Linked DNA regions of Danio rerio: region 2 is linked to region 1. The links are chromatin contacts, called in public Micro-C maps. All regions are on one chromosome and are shown on one strand. Each heading gives the region's core, a stretch centred on a gene start, on an enhancer-like site or on the middle of the called end of the contact. The rest is flanking DNA. Distances are from core to core; before and after follow the strand shown. Region 1 holds the start of lgals8a (galectin 8a). Region 2 holds the start of ccnk (cyclin K).

The links. A called contact is a pair of places that touch in the nucleus more often than the background predicts.
Region 2: a Micro-C map of caudal fin shows a contact between it and region 1, with 3 times the contacts expected there. The contact joins the promoter of ccnk here to the promoter of lgals8a in region 1. A contact is called at or near these places in 2 of 18 Hi-C or Micro-C datasets (caudal fin and hematopoietic stem cells) and 1 of 4 datasets of contacts at active chromatin or transcription factors (embryo).

What each region holds. Positions count from the first base shown.
Region 1 is chr20:4,936,522-4,941,995 of GRCz12tu, reverse strand. lgals8a (galectin 8a) reads right to left here and starts at 3,275. Exons shown (of 10, transcript XM_073934048.1): 1 at 3,133-3,275; 2 at 2,870-2,958; 3 at 1,759-1,969. The coding sequence starts at 3,171. It overlaps galca (galactosylceramidase a), which reads left to right and starts at 3,692. Exons shown (of 17, transcript NM_001005921.1): 1 at 3,692-3,891; 2 at 3,975-4,043; 3 at 4,146-4,209. The coding sequence starts at 3,763.
Region 2 is chr20:5,222,634-5,228,107 of GRCz12tu, reverse strand. ccnk (cyclin K) reads right to left here and starts at 2,991. Exons shown (of 13, transcript NM_001163779.1): 1 at 2,887-2,991; 2 at 1,689-1,943; 3 at 1,478-1,559. The coding sequence starts at 1,888. It overlaps mir7146 (microRNA mir-7146), which reads right to left and starts at 2,189; the gene lies at 2,061-2,189.

The DNA of each region.
Region 1 (5,474 bases), core at 2,026-4,525:
CTTTTTGATTTCTCCCCTGACTGCAGCCGCCTACTCGCGTCTATAGTCAAGGCAAGGTATACGGCATCTCAAATAAGTGAACTGATACAAAGAGCCACCATGTTTAGACTTTGTGGTAGCTTACTTCCCACACGGTAAGGAGAAGAGGTATTTTAAACAAACAAAAATTAATCAATTCAATGTTTACTTTATAATGAAAGCTAACATAATGTTGACTATGACATAAAAGAATTAAAGAAACATTCCACTTAAAAGAAAAAAAAAAGATTACTTTTTACGACTCCCCAAGAGTTAAACAGTTTAACTGGTAACATTTTTTAACCATTCAGCCGATTTTCTGATCCTGCAGGAGCACTTTTAGCTTGATAAATCATTGAATCGGATTAGACCGTTAGCATCTTATTCAAAAATGGCCAAAGATTTTCAATAGTTCTCTTCTCTCCTGTAGTTACAGTACAACGTATACTAAAAGACTGAAAATTGCTATTCTTCAAGCCGATATGGCTAGGAACTATACTCTTATTCTTGTGTAATGATAATCAAGGAACTTGCGCACTATTATACAACCTATAGCAACTTATAACTTTTATAGAAACTTTTAAATATTGTCTGTCTTAGTACACAATGTCAAGTTTTAAACAGGAAAATGATCAAAACGCTCTTTTTATTTTTTGAGCAAAACGCTAATGGTCTATTCTGATTCAATGATCTATGCTAAGATAAGCTAAGCTAAAAGTGCTCCCGCCAGACCTGGAAATCAACTGAATGGTTTTAAAAATGGTAAAACTCAATTGCTTGACTCTAGAGGAGTTGTAAAATGAGCCTATCGTCATAAAAGGGTAGTGTCTCTTTGGGTGCTTTCACATCTTAGTTCATTTGGTCCGGACCAAAAGCAACAAATGATACATTGTAGCATTTTTCTGCCGTTTTATGGTCATTTTCACACCACATTGATTGCTTTGTTCTGAACCAGCTGAAAAAAACTAAATGCAGTCATGTGACAAAATGTCATGTGACAAAATCCACATAAATCATTGGCCGGATGTTGTTGAACATAGTTCCTAAACTGCTTTTCTATTGGTCAGAATGGAGCTACAACTGCGCTGACTGATTGTATTCCTGGTCATAGTATACTATATAGTTTGTATACATCACTTTACACTAACCATACATTTCGAGAATGAAGCACGGCTGCAGCTGGAAAACAATATTTAATGCATTGCAAATGGCGAAGGCGCATCACAAGTCACTTCAGGAGGAGGCGTCAATTAATTTTGCTAAACTGTGACATGGTCATCTTCCAGAAATATTACCAATGATCCATCAGCTAATGTTTTTCCCTCTTTCTCTCTGTTTAAAATTGTTGGCAAAGCGCTGTCAACAATATTTTTCGTCCACATCCCATAAGATGGGATAGCACATCGGACTACGGCAGGTGGATTAGTCCAAACAGGCGCAGTACTTTTTGCAGTTGGGTCTGTTTTAGTTTGGATCTTATTCTCACCACAAACTAATCGCTTCAGGGTTCGTTTGAAAGCGTACCGAGACCACCTTTTTAAGCAGGTCTTAGTAGGCTTTTTTGGTCTGCTTTTAATGCACACTCGAGTGCGATTGCTACATTCACACCTGCCCAAACGAACCGCACCAAGAGGGTAAATAAACAAACTCTAGTGTGATTCAACTGAACTAAATAAGATGTAAAAATACCCCTTAAAGCTGATATGACATGGCATGATACAACAAACTCAGATTTCTAACCTTGAACAAGTCTTTCTGTACAAGTATGATGATTTCAAAGGCAGCGCCGTGACTGAAAGGCATCAGGTAGTGGATCTCCTCTTTTCCCCAGCGCTCCTTCTGCAGTGTATTACAGACGATGTAGGGAGATCGCGTGAAGCGAGGATTAAAATGAAAGGCCACATCTGCCCGAGGCTTCATGCTGCTCCCACAGGTCAGGTCAACTTGAAATCTACAAAACATCAGACTATTCAGAACTGTGGACAAATTTAAAATGTCATATCAATGCACAGCAAGTTGTTTGTTTAACCTACAGTAACAAAGATATGCATTGTCAACAGTTTTTTTATATATATATATACAGTCAAGGTCAAAATTAATGAACTGTATGTTTTTTCGTATGATTGCCTTGGAAACTTAATCATGCCTTCATAATTTACTTTTGAATTCTTTAATGAATATATTTCATTGTTTTACCCCAGACTTTCAGTCTTAATTTAAAGAAAAGTATTAATGATTTAAACAGAATTAAATAAAACATTTATTTTTGTGTGGAAATGATTTAAATGTCTCCTTATATTCACCCTAACAAACGAATACTCTGTTGTTGCACCCTGTTTAACATTACAAACAATTTTGCTAATCGATCACTATGCATGGAAGAAAATATAAAGGCTTTCCACACTTCCACTTCCGTATATACAGTTGAGGTCAGATTTATTAGCCCCCCTTTAATATTTTTTTTCTTTCTTAAAAGTTCCCAAATGATATTTAACAGAGCAAGGAAATTTTCACAGTATGTCTGATAATATTTTTTCTTCAGGAGAAAGTCTAATTTGTTTTATTTTTGCTAGAATAAAAACAGCTTTTTATGTTTTTTTTAATTAATAAAAAAAAAAAAAAAAACGAGGGCCAATAAAAGTGGCCAAGATATGGGTAGCAACTGAAATCTGCAAGAAGGTAGCTCTCCAGGAACAGGATTGAGCACCCCTGTTATCTCATATTGCAATTTGTAGTAGTACAATTTCCACCCATGAAAAGAAATGTTCCCTTCCACCTCAATTTTACTGAATTACTGGATGGAAAGGATCCTTTAAACGTGAAGCCAAAATCGATCCTTTTAAGTTGTCACCTGTCAGAACCACTGGGCACAGTGCCCTGAATGAGCACCATCTCGCCGGGTTGAAGTCCTCCCAGGATGGTACCAATATAAGGAATCGTCTACAGACAAAAATGATAAGAATGAGACAAACAGACAACATTTATTCTACCTTATACGTTTTCAATATACACGTGTTTATCCAAACACCACAGACAGATGACACATTATCAAATATGACCCCCGTCATATCATATACATCCGCCTGTAAGCAAACAAAGTTAAGATAAACTTACTGGATTCGTTATGGTCTGTTTCGGATTTGCGACCGACATCTTTGCAACGCCGTTCAGAAAGTCTATTATACGCTGTTATTACGAGTTAATCACTAGCTGAGGAAGAAAATAGAAACGCTTTCTGCGCTTTCACTTCCTAGAATGAGAACGACGCGTTTGGTGGCCAATCAATAATGAGAGATGCGAGTTCGACGCGTTTAAAAGCCAATCAATGATGAGCATTATGAGCGCGACGCGTTTAGGAGCCAATCATTGAGAGATTAAACCGCGACGCGTTCAGCGATCAATGAATTGCGATGTTATGAAAGCCTAGGGCCAATCAAAGTGCGCTATACTTACCGACCAATCATGGCGCTTTCTTGTGAAGCGACGTGACGATTTATGATTTTGTAGTTTTTACGCTTGAAAAGCAGAAATAGAAAAGACATGGACGTTAAAAAAACGAACTGCAAACTAAGTATTTATGATTATACACCATTGCGTGATTGCGTTTCTTTTCTAATGACTGATTATCATGCGTCTCGCGTGTATATCAATATGAGCACATGACGCGGAAGTAATAGCTGCTGGTAATCATAAACATCCTCATGACAGACTTCAGCCGCAGTTCATTGAAACTCCAGTCAAATCATGCAAACGCACAATTTTCTGTGCATAATCTCCGTCATTATCGGATGTTCGGCTCAGTTTTATGTTATAGATGATCGGATTGGTTTAGGGCGGGAGTTTGATGGAATAGGGGGCTTAAGTGGTGGAGGAGTAAGTCATGTTCACAAGTTTAATGTGTCTGTCAAAAGTTGGCCAGTTGTTGATTAACTCTTTGTTTGTTTGTTTGTTTACAGGCCACTTCTCGACTTCTTGTCAATTATGAAGAACCCTATCGGAGTCAGATATTGGATTACTTATTCAAAGTATTTAGTCATTTGTTTTAGTAATTTTTTATTAATGATGTATTTTATAATAACCATACGTTATTTTTAATGTGTTATATATGTGGGTTTGGTTTTATTTAGCCCAACTTTGGAGCTTCACTTCACATCCTCAAGGTAGAAATAGGAGGCGATGCTCAAACCACAGGTGAAGCAAAGTATTTTCTGTGTATTTTCCCTTCTGTTTTGCATACCTGACTGTCTATAGCTTTTTAGGTATATCAAATTATCCAAAAGACATTAAAATAAACAACCAAGTTTTTGATTTGAGTATAAATCAAGGATAAAACATAAAATATATCAGGGTTATGCAGTTGTTCTGAAGAGAATACCTAATTCAGAAAATTGTCTTGAAATTGAAAGCTTATTGGTTAGTTTTCTGTAACATTTTATTGTTATTTCATAGAAAGCAATAGTTTAACTCCTTCACTGGTTCTTTAAAAACAATGTATGTCAGTCATATGACATGAATCATGTGGTACTAACATGCTGAAGTAGACAAAAAACAACAGGAAGTTAGGTTCACCTTGCCTGTGTGGTCAGTTAGGTTAGTTAGTTTTCATGTTAGTGAATTACCTGAATCATTAGCCCCTGTTTATTTTTTTTAGGCACATTTCCAAACATAACAGTTTTAATATCTCATTTCTAATAACTGATTTATTTTATCTTTTCTATGATGACAGTAAATAATATTTGACTAGACAGCTTCTATACAGCTTAAAGTGACATTTAAAGGCTTAACTAGGTTAGTTAGGTTAACTCGGCAGGTTAGAGTATTTAGGGTAGTTATTGTACAACAATGGTTTGTTCTGTAGACTATTCAAAAAAATAAAGCTTAAGGGACTAATAATTTTGAAACTAATGAAAATAATGTTTTTTTTTTAATTAAAACTGATTTTATTCTAGCTGAAATAAAGCAAATAAGACTTTCTCCAGAAGAAAAAAAAATATTATCAGACATACTGTGAAAACTTCCTTGCTCTGTTAAAAATAATTTGGGAAATATTAAAAAAAAAAAAAAAGAAAAAAAAAATCAATGGGGGGCTAATAATTCTGACTTCAACTGTATATGGCAAATAAATTGATGATTAAGATGTGTACGCTATTTTAAGGATTGGAAAGCCCATTTACACTAATTTCAAATAATCTGTCTGGTTGTCCGTGTTTTTTTTACAAAAGTTCCACCCTTTTCATTTTGTGCCAGACAGGGTTTCAAAAGAAGCCTGTTTAGTGCAATGTGTATTAGAAACAGTTGAAAGGCTAAATGAATGAAAGTGAACTATTACTGTTTTAAGTAATAATATGACAAAATGAAGTGAGTTTTTATTCTTAAAACAAGCAAAATAATCTGCCAATGTGGTTCGTAAAGTAAGCTCATGCCTAAATGAAAAATTTGATTATTTTACGTGCCCC
Region 2 (5,474 bases), core at 1,742-4,241, 290 kb before region 1:
CAACATAAAAACGGTGGATCAATTGGAGCGGTTTTCAGACCGACTTGATGTAGGAGTGCGGTCCCCCCTCCCACCAATATTGATCGACTGGAGCGTCACCATATACTTAGTTTGTCGTTTCACGTCCGCCATTTTCCATTGCGCGCATGAAGCAACACGCTTGCACTTTTCCAGCTGCACCTAGTTAATATCACAGGGAGCTTCTGTGATTGCGAGAAATGCAAACGGCTGAAGTTTAAGGTGGCGAGGCAGTGGCGCAGTAGGTAGTGCTGTCGCCTCACAGCAAGAAGGTCGCTGGGTAGCTGGTTCGAATCTCAGCTCAGTTGGCGTTTCTGTGTGGAGTTTGCATGTTCTCCCTGCCTTCGTGTGGGTTTACTCCGGGTGCTCTGGTTTCCCCCACAGTCCAAAGACATGCAGTACAGGTGAATTGGGTAGGCTAAACTGCCCGTAGTGTATGAGTGTGTGTGAATGTGTGTGTGGATGTTTCCCAGAGATGGGTTGCGGCTGGAAGGGCATCCGCTGCATAAAAACTTGCTGGATAAGTTGGTGGTTCCGCTGTGGCGACCCCAGATTAATGCTCTTCAGAACAGACGCGGATTCGCGTGATGGGCAGGGCTTCTGTCTGCCCGGTGACTCTAGCTTCATAGCTAAATGGCTAACATGGATTTTATTAAGAAAATAACAGTGTTAATGTGCTTTATGGAGACTGAAAAACAGCGTCAATACGTTTAGGGTCGTGTCTGAGTCCACTGCATCCTTTCAGAGGTGCATCCTGCTCTGTGAGCTCATAAACTCCTCCAGAAACTGAACCTGGATCACGGAGGCTTTCAGCGGTGCTTCTGACTGAGCCAAGCCCAGTTTGATGTCTTGTTGTCGCTGTCGCTGTCGCCTGGAGGATGTCCCCTGGGACACCATCAACAGGTTCTACGTCACAATCACGCCCCCACAAGAGCAAGCTCCTGATTGGTTAACGCTGCGCGAATGTCCGCTGAAGTTCAGATTTTCGAACTCGAAAGATTCTCGCGAAACGCTCGTTAAGCGCGTCAAATGTGCAAAACGCTCAAATCGCCTCGGGCGTATCGCGCCATTCGCACCGCGCCATTCGCGCTATTTGTGTCATTCGCTCCGCGCCATTCGCGTGTATCACGCCGCAGGATGTCTATTTGCGCGTTTGCATTGACTTAACATGTAAATCAGTCACGCTTGACGCGCGTACCTCGTCTGTTGTGAACGCAGCATCATAAAGGGACTAAGCCGACAAGAAAATGAATGAATGAATGAAGTTTAAGGTAGACTTCTATTGTAGGTACCAAAAGAAATACTACGGCAGTCAATGTTACCAGTTTTCAATGTTATTCTAAATATCTCCTTTTGTGTTTTACAGAGGAAAAAAACTCTGAAACAAGAGGAGGGTGAGCAATTCCTTAAAAATGTAAACAGTAAAAAAAAATATCTTTCAACAACAGCTTGTACTTACATATCGGGGGAACTGTTTGAAAGAATGAAACATATAAAACCGATGAAAGTATGTTATTCCTGTCGCCAGGGTGTCATAATGTCTTAAAAAATGGTTAAGGTCCAAATGGAAATCATCACACCATTTAAACTTCAGCCTTATTCAGTCTAAATCAATAAATAAACACACAACATCTTTAGATCAGTCTACAAATAGCAGCATTGAAGGATACAATCCCAAACGTGTTCCGACATCGAAGATGAACCTGGCTCCCTCTCGTCTGTACCGCGCTTCTGTGGCTGGGTCCAGGTCTGACTGGGACGGGGTGTGGGCCAGATCCTTCTTGTCCCAGTACCAGCATGGCTTGGTGTGGTCCAGATTTGTGGTGAAGCTTCCGAAGGTGGCGTTGGAGTTCTCCTTGCCGTCCTTCATTTGGAAGGAAGTGACGGCTGATGCCAAACCGCAAATCAGTCTGAACTGCAAAAGGCTAAAAACAACAGCTAGTTGGTTACTTCTTAAAAGTGCACTGGGTGAATTTTGCCAAACGATGTTGAAATTTGGGACTCTACTCTCACTTTTATGAGTTTCTTTCGTAATTCTGTTAAACAAAAAAGATGGTTCAGAAGAAAGCTGAAAACTGGTAACCATTGACCTTCATAACAGGGAAAACAAATACTATGGAGGTCAATGGTTACCGGCTTACAACATTTTTCAAAATATCTCTTTTTCTGTCGAACGGAATTAAGAAATCCAAACAGGTTTGTAACACGTGAAGGGCGAGTAAATGAAGACAGAATTTTCATTTTTTGATGAACTATATATGATTACTCAAAGATATGCATGCATGTATACACAATACACACATATATATTATGTCAAAAACTTTTCTTCTGGATTAATTACAGCTATAAAAACGAAAATAATGCTACAAATAGGGTTTATTTATTCTAAGCGTCTTGTTTAATTTGGGGTGAATTTTGACAGATTTGAAATAGCTCAGTTATATTATTATCGCATTCAGTTATAGTTCAATGGGTATTGTTTGGGAATTCACAATAAATAAGATAAAATGTCGTAATTTGTGCATCAGCATGATTAAGGCACACGTTTCTTAAATTTGCAAAAAAATAAGTTATATAATCTATTGAAAGTTCAAACATGTCAATCATTTGCTTCGTGAGAGAACACAGACAATTAAATACCAAATATATCATACATCCCAGACCACTCATAACATCACGTGACTAATATAACCGTGTTCTCCAGTAAATATGCTGTTAATTTAAATGGAGCTGTTTGATCCTTCATTCATCAATTTACGATGACATTAATAAACTGAGAGGGAAGCGATTTCAAAGCGATCGGTTTCAAACCGAGTAATTACTCATCCTTCGAATTATAAACAATAAGTAACTATAAAATAGTCTTACCTTTGCGATATATGGCACGTTTATGTCCTTAGTAAACTGGGGAGACGAATAAAACGTTAATCGTTGTCGGTCTCACATTCACGACATGGAGGCAGCCATTTACAGCACGTCTTCCTCTGTACTTCAAAGCAGCGCTCGTGCGTCGTTCAAACCACCTGAAGCGACATCTGCAGGCCTGGAGAACATACATTTCAAAGTCCTTTCTGAAAATAAAAAAGTACGGGTGTTTCTTTGAAAATTTACATTTATGGATGTGAAATTTTGTTTTTAAAAAAAGCAAAAAATCAATAATTGATTTAAAATGAGAAAGATCTACACTCAGAGAGTGACCAAATAATACATTTTTTGGGGAAATACAGAAGTTTGGAAATAAGAATTTTTTAATGAAATCGGAAAAGTCAACCCAAGGGCCATGATGGACAGAGGCCAGTGGATAAATTTGGCCAGGATGCCGGGGTTAAACCCGTACTCTTTTTCGAAAGACATTCTGGAAGCATGCTAATGGGACTTTTAATTTGCCAGTAACCTGGGTTAAGCGCTTCCGGCGAACTGTATGCCAAAGGAAAAAGCTGCACGTTTTTAAGGTCAGTTTTCTTTAAAAATCAGCGATCTCCACTGGCTGAGTGATTTCCGATATGAAGTGGGTCTCGGATTGTACTAGAAGCACTGCATTAAATGACATTTTCCCCGCCATGTCTTTATAATATGAGCATATATTTAACCCAGTATATTCAATGGAGCGTCTGCGCTATCCTGCCGATTCTGACGGGCGAGTGCGAGTAAAAGGCCTTTTGTCTCGTTTTACGCTTGAACAACTAAATGAATGCCAAAGTTTATTTAACTGAATGTATTTTAATTACATTACAACATGAATGCTGTAAAAGGAACCGTATAAAATGGAAAAAACTCACACTAACCGGTCACCGGAAGTTTATAAGTATATGGGAACAACACTTGCTCGGCATATAGCCAATTATATTCATCTGTCTCCATATTCTACTGCATCCCAGAATATTACACAGCACCAGAAATGTAAAAAAATATATATTGAATATATTTAATATATTTTTGTGTACTGCAGACGGCAATTCGCCGTGACGCAGATTCACGAGTCTGTGTGCTCCAATCAGATGAGCCCTCTTCAGCGTTCGCCATGACAACGCAACAGCAGTTTTTACGTGCCTTGTAAAAATTTGCATATGCATTCCTATAAAGCTCGTGTGCTCTCTGTCAGCCTTGTCAGTTCGCTCAGTGTTGCTGTTTGAACTTGACCAAGGTGAGTTCAATACCGACTTTGCGAGTGGAGCCACGCCAATCTCACGAAGTCCGCTTCCTGAAGCTTCACTCGGTACATAAACGCAACATCGCAAGGAATATTACGTGTTTGTTGCTCGAAATGTGCCGCCGAGCAACATCCAGTGAATACTGGCACGGCCTGGCGCCCGGTTTTCTCGTGCACTCCCTGGGGCGAGGCGACCTTTGAGCCCTAGGCAGGGAACAAACAACCCCCGAGGACCCTCAGGGAAACACGGGGGGCCGGTAGTGGGACCTCGCTGCGAGGGTTATGGTGGGTGGGAGTAGCGAGGCCCACTCATCGTCTATTTTAAACTATAGTTTCAAACTTTAGTTTACTGTAGTTTGAAATAGACACCATGGTAACTGTTATGATTTAACTTTATGCTAAGAGCTTAGAATGACCAAGAGCAACAGCCCCGGATTCCGCCATTTTGAAGTGATCGCGATCGGCCGTCCATTGGATCTCATTGCTGTCGCGATTGAAAGCTGCTGCTTTGTTTTTACTTAATTTATTCAAAAAGCGCGTTATTGTTTTCCAAATTGTAGAGTGTCGCCTCTTGGTGATTCTATGCTCTTTGCTTTTTGTCGGACTGTTGTAATGTTTTGCTTTGTTTTTCAGCTAAGCTGTTGAGCAAAGAAGGACTTTTGAAGACAACCGCGGGTTATATTCACGAGTGCGCGCGTTATAATGTTTCCGGGTTGTTTTCTGAAAGTTTGTCTTGTTTGCATGTCAATCTAAATAAACTATACTCTTTCTAAACACCTGTCTCGTGTTTTATTTGTCCTCTACAGCAATGCACTGTCATGTTAGTCTGTTGAATGCATGTGTATGCAACATGGTTTGACAATACAGTAGTCTAACAAATAAATGGTTGTTATAAATGTACACTAGTCAACATTTGGTGTAGGTAATAAGTTAATCAAAGATGTCCTAAGACATAAGGGTTATGTTATGGTTGTTTCATAACTATATTTATTATTATTATTCTGTATGTTTAAAACCAGGAAATTATACTATATATTTAACATGTTATGAACTTACTGTTATTTTAAAATTTGCTTAACAAAATGTTCTAAGAAGACAAGAATGGGTCTTTTGGTTTTATGTCAACCTACAGTAGGATTATGGTTGCCTACAGCAGGAATAGGCTACATTTTTTTTAATGACCCAAATCAAGTAAAACGTCTCTTACTCAAGTACTTTTAGCATGCAAAAGTCAAATTTAAGTATATAAAATACAGTTTCCAACAACAAAATTTTGTCTTGTGAAAAAGACCAGTGTGGTGGTGAG